Regions from separate parts of the Mus musculus genome. Here region 2 is linked to region 1. The links are chromatin contacts, called in public promoter capture Hi-C maps. All regions are on one chromosome and are shown on one strand. Each heading gives the region's core, a stretch centred on a gene start, on an enhancer-like site or on the middle of the called end of the contact. The rest is flanking DNA. Distances are from core to core; before and after follow the strand shown. Region 1 holds the start of D430019H16Rik (RIKEN cDNA D430019H16 gene). Region 2 holds the start of Ak7 (adenylate kinase 7).

Region 1 (4,481 bases), core at 1,246-3,745:
GTCCTGGTCTCACCAATGCCTTATAACTACCCAGAAAGATGACCTAGATCGCATCCAACTCTGTTCCTCAGCACCCTATCCTAGTGCTTGGCAGGGTATGTGACACAAGGGGCTAAAGAAGTGAATTGTGTGCCAATATTTCTCTGCAGGTGCTCACTGCCAGATAAGACTGGGAAGAGGAAAGAAGCTCTCTCTCTCTCTCTCTCTCTCTCTCTCTCTCTCTCTCTCTCTCTCTCTCTCTTTCTCTCTCTCACATACACACACACACACCAGATGTGAGTGCTCACTCTCACCCACTGCTAGGTCCTTCATATTACAAAAACACAGAGATTCTCTTCTGATGGGAATAGTGAGACAGGTCTACAGCAAGAAGCAATGCTGAGCACAACTGGGCCTGTTTTGTACAGGAGGCACCAAGATGCCAGCTCCTCCAGAAGAAGGGAGATGATGAGCCATCTTGGAATGTGTCCCTAGGGTGAAGCCAGAAGGGGGAAATGCCCAATCTATGCAGATCCTAGGGTCTAGACTCACAGCCGGCTTCCTTCCTTACCAACTGTTCTCCCTAACACCGGGCACCCAATCTGTACAACTCCAGGCTAATAGAACTTGCAAGAGCTCACACACAGTAGGTCCTCAACAAACCTTAGTGTGTCTTCTGCTGGTGCACCCATTCACATGTTCCTTCTTTTCAGCTAGCATGGTGCTGAGTGCGTAATCAATGCCATCTGTTGGCAGGAACAAACTGACCAATTGAAATGTGAATTATAAAAAACAAAAACAAAAACAAACACAGCCACCACCACACAATCCAGACTCCAGCAAGCTCTGCCCACAGGTGCTGAAAAGCCCTGTTTATTTTGTCAGGTTGCCATAGCAACTGTGGATGCTCTAGCCAGCCCCAAGGTTAGTTAGTAATGATCAATTTATCCTGTAACCATGGGAACAGCAGCTTCTGTGGGATGCAGAGAGGGAGGCAGCCTCAGACATCCTGTGAGCTTTCTCTTTCTTCAGTTAGCACTCAGCTAAGCCCACCTACATCGAGAGTGGTAGTGACTGTTTTGCACATGATGGTATTTACACACGGGTTGAATATGATTAGCTGGGTCATGTTACAGGAGCTGTTAGAGCTCACAGCTTGCTTGCTTCAGAGCTAGCCCAAAGCCTGGGGTCCTGACTCCCCAGAGCCAACTTGGGGACTTTGGCTCCTTTGATGTTCCCGTTTGGGAACAACCCTCCATATCCAGTCTGGCTTTTGAAGTTACATCTTAAACAGACTTCCAACACACCGGCAAAAGTCTGGCGAAAGTGTGCCTTCGAACATCACTCCGGAAAACAAGCAGCAGTGTTGGGGGGGGGGGGGCAGGTCCTTGACAAGCACCCAGGAGACAGGATGTCGCCCCTATCACTCTGCTCCCAGCACAACCTCAGAAGGTGAAATATCATGGTTTGGGACTTGTGTCCGGCCAAATGTAGCCTTTACCCATGGTCGACTCTGGGTCTTCCCAGGGGCCACACACAATCCCAGAAAAGGGTGTGTGTCTTTGTTCTGGCTCAAGAGAACACCAAGGATCACAACTCAGGGGATTCTCCTGCAGCGGAGACCAGGCAGAGCGCCAAGAGGTCATTTGTCCGCCTGCCACGAGGAACCTGTTTTGTGTGGGGACGGATGGTGGTTCCCTGCTCAAACCCAGCACAAAGCAAAAATGCTTTTAAACCATGCATCTCTATCACAAAGCCCTGTCACACTGCCTTCCTGAGCGCTAGAGACTAAAGTCCCACCCACAGTGGAGAAGAAAGGGGGTGGGGGGTTCCCAGAGGACACCAACAAGTACCAGCGCCGAGCAAAACCAGAATGGGGAGAGCAGCTTCCCCTCTGCCAGTCCAGGGGCTCCAGAGCAAACAGCGGGTGGGGGTTGGGCAGGGAGGGGCCACTTCAACTGCCCAGGCTCCTCGGAACTGTCTTTCTCAGAAGTAGGGGTGCTCAGTGGAGACAGCCCTACTGCACCCCTCGATGTGCAAGGGGTATGGGCCACTCCATCCAGGACAGTCAAGCTCCCGAGTACGTACACCAGGTGGGGCTCCCCGGCTCGGGACAAAGGACCTGGCCACGGATGCAAGAGATGCACCCGGGAGGACAGCGAGGCTGGGGTCCTGCAAACTTGGAGACCCTAGGACGCGTGGGGGGAAGATTCCAGGTTACCTGAGCGGCCATAAAAGACAGATCCATGGTGTCACGGCTGGTGTGGCTGCTGCTGCTGCTGCTGCTGCTGCTGCTGCTGCCCCTGCTCCAGTCCTCGCTGTTGCTGCTGCTGTCGTCGCCGTCGCCGCTGCGAGTCCAGCCTCCCGCACAATTATCAGAGAGCGGGCGGAACCGCGAGCAGGTGCCCTCGGGCCCCGGCGACCGTGACCTCAGCAGCCCTGGCGTGGTGGCGAGTCTCCAGCCCTCTCAGCGCCCTGGCTGGCTCCAGGCTTCGGCTCCAGACGCCTCCAAGTGGGCGGGAGACCCCGGGCGCGGCGCCCCTCCACGTGACCACTCCCAACCACACCCCCGAGGGCGGGCCAAGCCAGACCCTTGATTTCTAGCAGTCCTCTCTCTACCCTGGCCAAATGGGGAAAGTGAGGTCTGAGGCGAGCCAGCTGGGGCGATGGGTGCCCTTCCCAGGGCACTTGACTCCAGCCCCAAAAGTGCTTTCCGGGAGTTGTTTGAGTAGATGTGTCTGGCTTTCGGTGGCAACCCTGCTCCTACACTTCTGAAGGCTTGGCTCTTGAACTGAGCAGAACAAAGCGGAAAGTCTAGCATTTTTGTATTGTGCGGTTTGGGTGAATTAGTGCTCGTTTGAATCTGAGTATCCTCGTTTGTAGAATGGGAGTAACGGAACCTAGGGATTATGTCTCCACAGGATGAGCTGTAGGAAGGCCCTTAGTGGAGACCATGGAGTGAATCGCATACATAACCTGCAAACAGTGCCTGTGGTTCAGTTACCAGAAAAGTAGCCCAAGTCACGGTTATCGATGCAGTGAAGGGAGCCACAGAGGTACCCAGAGGGGCCTGTTGCTCTCTGGGAGTGTGTGTGTCCATCCCTCCAGTCTCTTTCCCCCCTCCCCCTTCCTTTTCTCCTTCCCACCTCCTGCCCCGTGCTTCCGGTTTGTTTCCTTTCTTGCTTCCTGGGTCTCTAACTCTTCCAGGCTCAACTCTTCCTCGCTCCCTCACTCTGGCATCTATCACTTCTGCACCCTTCCAGGCCAAGCACTGGCCTTCAGTCTCAGTGCCCCCCGGAACCCCACTGGTTCCCACCGGGCTACAGCAGCGGGTCTTAACCGACATAATGTTGCAACCCTTCAATACAGTTCCTCATGCTGTGGTGATCCCTGAACATAAAATTATTTTCGTTGCTACTTCACGACTGTAATTTTGCTATTGTTATGGTTCGTAATGTAAATATCTGATATGCAGGATATCTGATATGCGATTCTTGTGAAAGGGTCATTTGACCCCAAAGGGGTCGTGATGCCAAGGTTGAGAACGACTGCTCTATGGCCTGGCAGTTCCTCAGCCCACCCAGAACCTTCACATCCACTGCACTTTCACCATGAAGCCATTCTTGCAGAGGTTTGTAGGTGTGTGTGTGTTTGTCTATGTGTTTATGTGTGCATATGTGTGAGTGCATATGTATGTATGTGTGCATTGTGTGTATGTGTGTGTGCATGTGTGGTGTACAACTTAAACAACAATGCCTCCTCCATGCAGTCACACAGAAAGAATAAATGGAGCTGGAGAAATGGCCCAGCCATGAAAGGCTCAGGCTCACAATTACACAGACTAAGCAATGGTCTTTAAGCCCTGAGGGCCATCTCTTCAAAGCTTTATTGCTTGCCCCGCTGCCCCAGCCGCCTGGAATCTAAGTGTTCATGGTCCCCGACTGGTCTGTTCCCATCTCTGTACTTCTGTCACTTCAAGAAAACTCTATAAATGGAACCATGACTAATAACCCTCTAGTTAGTGTCAATCAACCCAGCTACCTGGAGGTTCATCCAGGTTGTTATAGAGAACAATTTGCTCCTTTTTTATTGCTGAGTAGTATTTTATATTATTGACGTACCACGGTTAGCTTAACTACATATCTGTCAAAGGATGTCTGTGATGTTTCTGTTCTTTGGTGTTTATGAAAACATCTGCTATATACATTTATGTCTGAGTTATTTTCATGAACACGTCTGTCACCCATTCCTAAGGCTGTGGTCCTGGAGCAATGTCACTTCTACAGTATGTCCAGTAGATTAGGGCCTTGCCTAGTGTGATGGTTTGTATATCCTTGGACCAGGGAGTGGCACCATCTGAAGGTGTGGCCTTGTTGGAATAGGTGTGACCTGGTTGGAATGGGTGTGTCACTGTGGGTGTGGGTATAAGATCCTCACTCTAGTTGCCTGTCAGTCAGTCTTCCACTAGCAGCCTTTGGATGAAGACGTAGAACTCTCAGCTC
Region 2 (4,481 bases), core at 1,393-3,892, 250 kb before region 1:
AGTTAGCCCTTAAATGTTCTACTTGATCTAATAAACCCAAACACATTATTTATCAGTTTAATATGGAATCAATATAAATTATTATGGTTAGGGTGTGTATTAAACACAGGGCTTCTCACATGCTAGGCAAATGCTCTACCACTGAGATACTTTCAAGCGTCTAAAAATTGATGAGCTATTTACTCCTTACTTTTTTTGTAGACAATTGCTCGCTATGTAGCCCAGGCTAGCCTCAGGTTTTTGTTTTTTGTTTGTTTGTTTGTTTGTTTGTTTAATATATGTAAGTACACTGTTGCTCTCTTAGACACACCAGAAAAGGGCACCAGATCTCATTATAGATGGTTGTGAGCCACCATGTGATTGCTGGGAATTGAACTCAGGACCTTCAGAAGAGCAGTCAGAGCTCTTAACCGCCGAGCCATCTCTCCAGCCCTAGCCTCAGTTTTTGAATGCTGGCACTACGGGATCGCAGCCCTTTCTTATCCAATGCTGCTCTCTAGGATTTGACGTCATTTACTTTTGCTTACAGCGCTTCCCCTTTGGGACCAACCATACAGCCGCGCTCAGAGGACACAAGGGGCCAGTAGCCGCTCTTACTGAAGCATAAAACAGTGCTAAGATTTAGTTACTTATCTTTAAAGACTCAATCTGTAATGCAAAAACCTCTATCTCAGTCCAGTGTCAATTAAAAAAAAAAAAAACAAACCAACAACCCAATCACCATTATGGAACCAGAACAACCAAGATCATAAGAGAACAAAACAACTGGAAAAAGAAAAGAAAGAAGTCGGGCGTGGTGGTGCACACCTTTAATCCCAGCACTTGGGAGGCAGAGCTGGATTTCTGAGTTCAAGTCCAGCCTGGTCTACAAAAGTGACTTCCAGGACAGCCAGAGCTATACAGATAAACCCTGCCTCGAAAAAAAAAAAAAAAACCCAAACAAACAAACAAAAAACAAAAAAACAAAAAACAACCCCCCCAAACAAAACAAAACAAAAAACCCAAAAAAACAAAAACAAAAACAAAAACAAAAACAAAAAGAAAAAAGAAAAAAGAAAGAAAGAGGAAAAACCAACTCTTCATAAAATGCACGCCCAGCTGTGAAGAGAGCTGCCTCTGGTATCTTCACACCGTTCTCTTCTGTATCCTTACACTCAGAGCGTTGCTTGCTCGGATGAAAGCTTTCTGTCCAGTGGAGAACATGAGCTTCCATTCCCACCCCTTTCTGCCTATCCCAGTGCTACAGTTGTAGAGCCGTCCAGCAGGCCACCACCCCTTGATAATCCACGCCAGAATTTAATTATGCCACAACTGGTCATCTGGTGATTTGCTTTAATGAGTCACTAGGGGGTTTGTTTCCACACTCATTTTTAACCATCTTGGGAGGCAGGAAGCCTGAGTTCTAATCCCCTCTGCTACTTAATTAGCAGTGCAGCGAGGGTGAGGGTACCTCATTACCTTTGACTTCCCACAAGCTGGCAGATTCCTCAACCCAACGGATCCAGAGTCCTCAATGGCAGGGCCTCTGCAGGTGTGTGCTAAGATTTATTTTTATTTTATGTGCATGTGTGTGTGTTTGTGAGGGCGTGTGTGTGTGTGTGTGTGTGCCATGTGCATGCAGTGTGCCGCCAGAAGCCAAAAAAGAGGCATCAGATCATCTTGGACTGGAGTTACAGACAATCTGGACTGCCATATGAGTGCTGGGAATTGAACCTGGGTCTCCAGCCCCTAAAACATGACTGTCTTTGGATGAACAATTTAGAATGACAGCTCCTAGGTTCTCTCTTGGGATCATGTGTGTGTGTGTGTGTGTGTGTGTGTGTGTGTGAGTGTGTGTGTGTGTGTTTACGCTAGAGGTAGAATACTACTTGCTCACTTTCTCCATAGATGATGGGGGTCAGACCTCAGGTCCTCACACTTGTGTCTCAAGTAAGGTCTCCTGCTAAGTCATCTCCATAACTTTCCTGGAAGTAAGGAAGCTTAATGGGACCTGGTCAGAAATTGTGCCTAGCACAAAACAGATGCTTAAAAACGCTAGATGGATGTTTCCTGGATGACATAATGGCGGGACTTACGCGTTGTGTGCTCCAGGTCCCGCCCATAATACCTATGATTTGTGCAAGCCCTTTCCTCTCTTGAGCCTCATTTTCACCATAGCCAAAACACCTGCGTTATTAGGAAGGAACATGGGTCAAGCCTGCTTAGGGACAGGTCCTGGAGGCACTGATGTGCTAGGATTGGAATCTTCTTCCCCCGGGGAGGCTCCTAACAGCCAGTGATGCAGGCCTTTGCTGTGGAGATAGATCAGGGACACACACTGAGGGTTGAGGGCCAGTTTGGCTCGGGTCACCGCTCACCTTTCCTATGTTTCCGCTGCTATAGGTGTCCAGATGGTTTATGAATACCCTCTGTATCTTCAGAACTTTTTCGGTGGTCGCAGGAACTTCCTCTTCAGCCATGGTGGAAGCTGTAGTAGTTGCTAAGGTGAAAGAGTCCTGTCGGTTGCTAAGGAGGAGAGGCTGGGCTTTGGAAGGCTGAAAGGGTCAGGCTCCCTGAGGCGAGGCTCGGACTCTCGGAGGGGTGTGGCTTGCTTTTGGGCGGGGCGTGTCCTGTGGTGAGGGCTCTGGATAGGGTGCAGCTCTGGGGGAGGGTCCGTTGGGGGCGTGGCACGGGTCTGGCCGGGGCGTGTCCTAAAGGGCGGGGCTGATCTCCCTGGAGAACTGTCTAACTGCCTTCGGCACATCTCCTGTAGGACGCTCTGCTTGGGTAAACAATTTCTCTACTGTAAAGAAAAGCAGATGTCACGAGTTTTGGGGTCAAGGACCACAGCGTGAGAGCCCACCACCACAGCCTGTACTGCCCAGTAGCTGCTTGGTGCACAGGGTTCTACTGGCTTAGGGGTTTGACTAGTTTGCTTTCTATTGCTGTGAGAGTACCAGACCAAAACTAACAGGTTGTAGACCCATCATCCAGGGAAGCCAGGGCAGAAGGCATGAACCTGGCTGGAGGCAGGAACGGAAGCAAAGACCTTGGAGGAACGTGGCTTACGGGCTTGCTCGGTCTGCTTTCTTAAGAGAACTCAGGATCAAGGGCAGGATGCTCACGGTGATCTGGGTCTTCTATCAATGAAGAAAATGCCCCATACACATGCCTGTAAGCCATTCTTATGGAGGCATCTTCTCAATTGAGATTTTTCTTCCCAGATTGTCTTTCCTAAGCATTTTCAGATGCCCCCTCCCCCCTTACCACCCTGCCTGGGGATTTGGTGGAGGTGCCTGGAGGGACTTTGTGACCAGGAATTCACACACAATCATGAAGTTTACACTCAGACCGTTTAAGCTCTGGGTCTTCTTTACAAATGAGAATACTCGTGCAGTTGCTGAAATAAACCACCTCTTGCTCGGAGGGTGAAGGAGGTGCCATCAAGCCTTACAACGTGAGTTCCATCCCTCTGTCCCAAAGAGACCGGGCTCCAGCAAGCTGTCCTCTACACATGTGCCCTGGCACACACACCCCTCTTCCACAAATACATTAATGCAATAAACAATGTGTATTTTGTTTTCATCAAAAGTTGTGGTGTGTTATGAAACAACCGGCTTGTTTTGTTGGAAGGGTCCGACTGCACTGAAATAGTTTTAAACACTAACTTGTTAAATCTAAATACATGAACGTATTTTATGCAAATATGCATGCATATATAGAAATTAAATATTTATTTTTATGTGTACGTGTGTTTGCCTGCATGAATGTCTCTGTGTCACATGTTTTCCTGGTGGCATCCAAGACCAAAAGAGACGTTGGATCCCTGGAACTGGAATAACAGAGAGCTATGAGGCACCACTCTCAGGTCTTCTGCAAGAGCAGCCAGTGCTCTTGACTGCTGAGCCATTGTGTGCCTATTGGTTATATTGATTATATTGATTATATTATAGCAACTGCTGTATCATTCCATTAGTTCTTTCCTGTGCATGCATGTTACTACCAACTGTGTGTGGTGCCTTTTATTAAGTACTGCAAAGTCCTAGAAGACCATTCTGCCCCAGTGGCTACTCAAGTTTTTTCATCAGTGCAAGCCTCAGCAATGCTATACCTAATATACCAGGGTGGTGGCAGGGGGAGCTTAGAGGGAGAGTTCCGAAGTCAATGTGGCCCATTCCCAAACTAGTTTCCTCCTCTATTCCTAATATGAACCAAGCAGCAGGTTTTGCCCCTGAACACTGGAGGGAGCACAGGGCATCCTGCATAGAAAGCACTGAGGGTAGTCACAGAGCCAGCAGCTGACTTGCTATGTGGGAAGCGCTTGGGCTCAGCAGAGCAGGAGGGAAGGTGGGCATGTCATTATGGGAGATAAAGCCTCTGCTCTCTTCATGGACACACTCAGAGCAGACAGACTAGCACAAACTTTTCAGCTCACATCCATTTCTTGTCTCTTTTTTTCTGTGTGCTGGGTGTCAATGCAGGGATGTTGCACATCTAAGTAT

The links. Promoter capture Hi-C pulls out the DNA fragments that hold promoters and counts their contacts.
Region 2: a contact with region 1 is called in a promoter capture Hi-C map of stem cell-derived epiblast-like cells, with 4 times the contacts expected there. The contact joins the promoter of Ak7 here to the promoter of D430019H16Rik in region 1. A contact is called at or near these places in 3 of 39 promoter capture datasets (cranial neural crest, embryonic stem cells and stem cell-derived epiblast-like cells) and 1 of 9 other capture datasets (pancreatic islet).

What each region holds. Positions count from the first base shown.
Region 1 is chr12:105,451,870-105,456,350 of GRCm38.p6, reverse strand. D430019H16Rik (RIKEN cDNA D430019H16 gene) reads right to left here and starts at 2,495. Exons shown (of 2, transcript NM_001252508.1): 1 at 2,201-2,495. The coding sequence starts at 2,227.
Region 2 is chr12:105,704,143-105,708,623 of GRCm38.p6, reverse strand. It overlaps Ak7 (adenylate kinase 7), which reads right to left and starts at 2,642. Exons shown (of 18, transcript NM_030187.1): 1 at 2,358-2,642. The coding sequence starts at 2,459.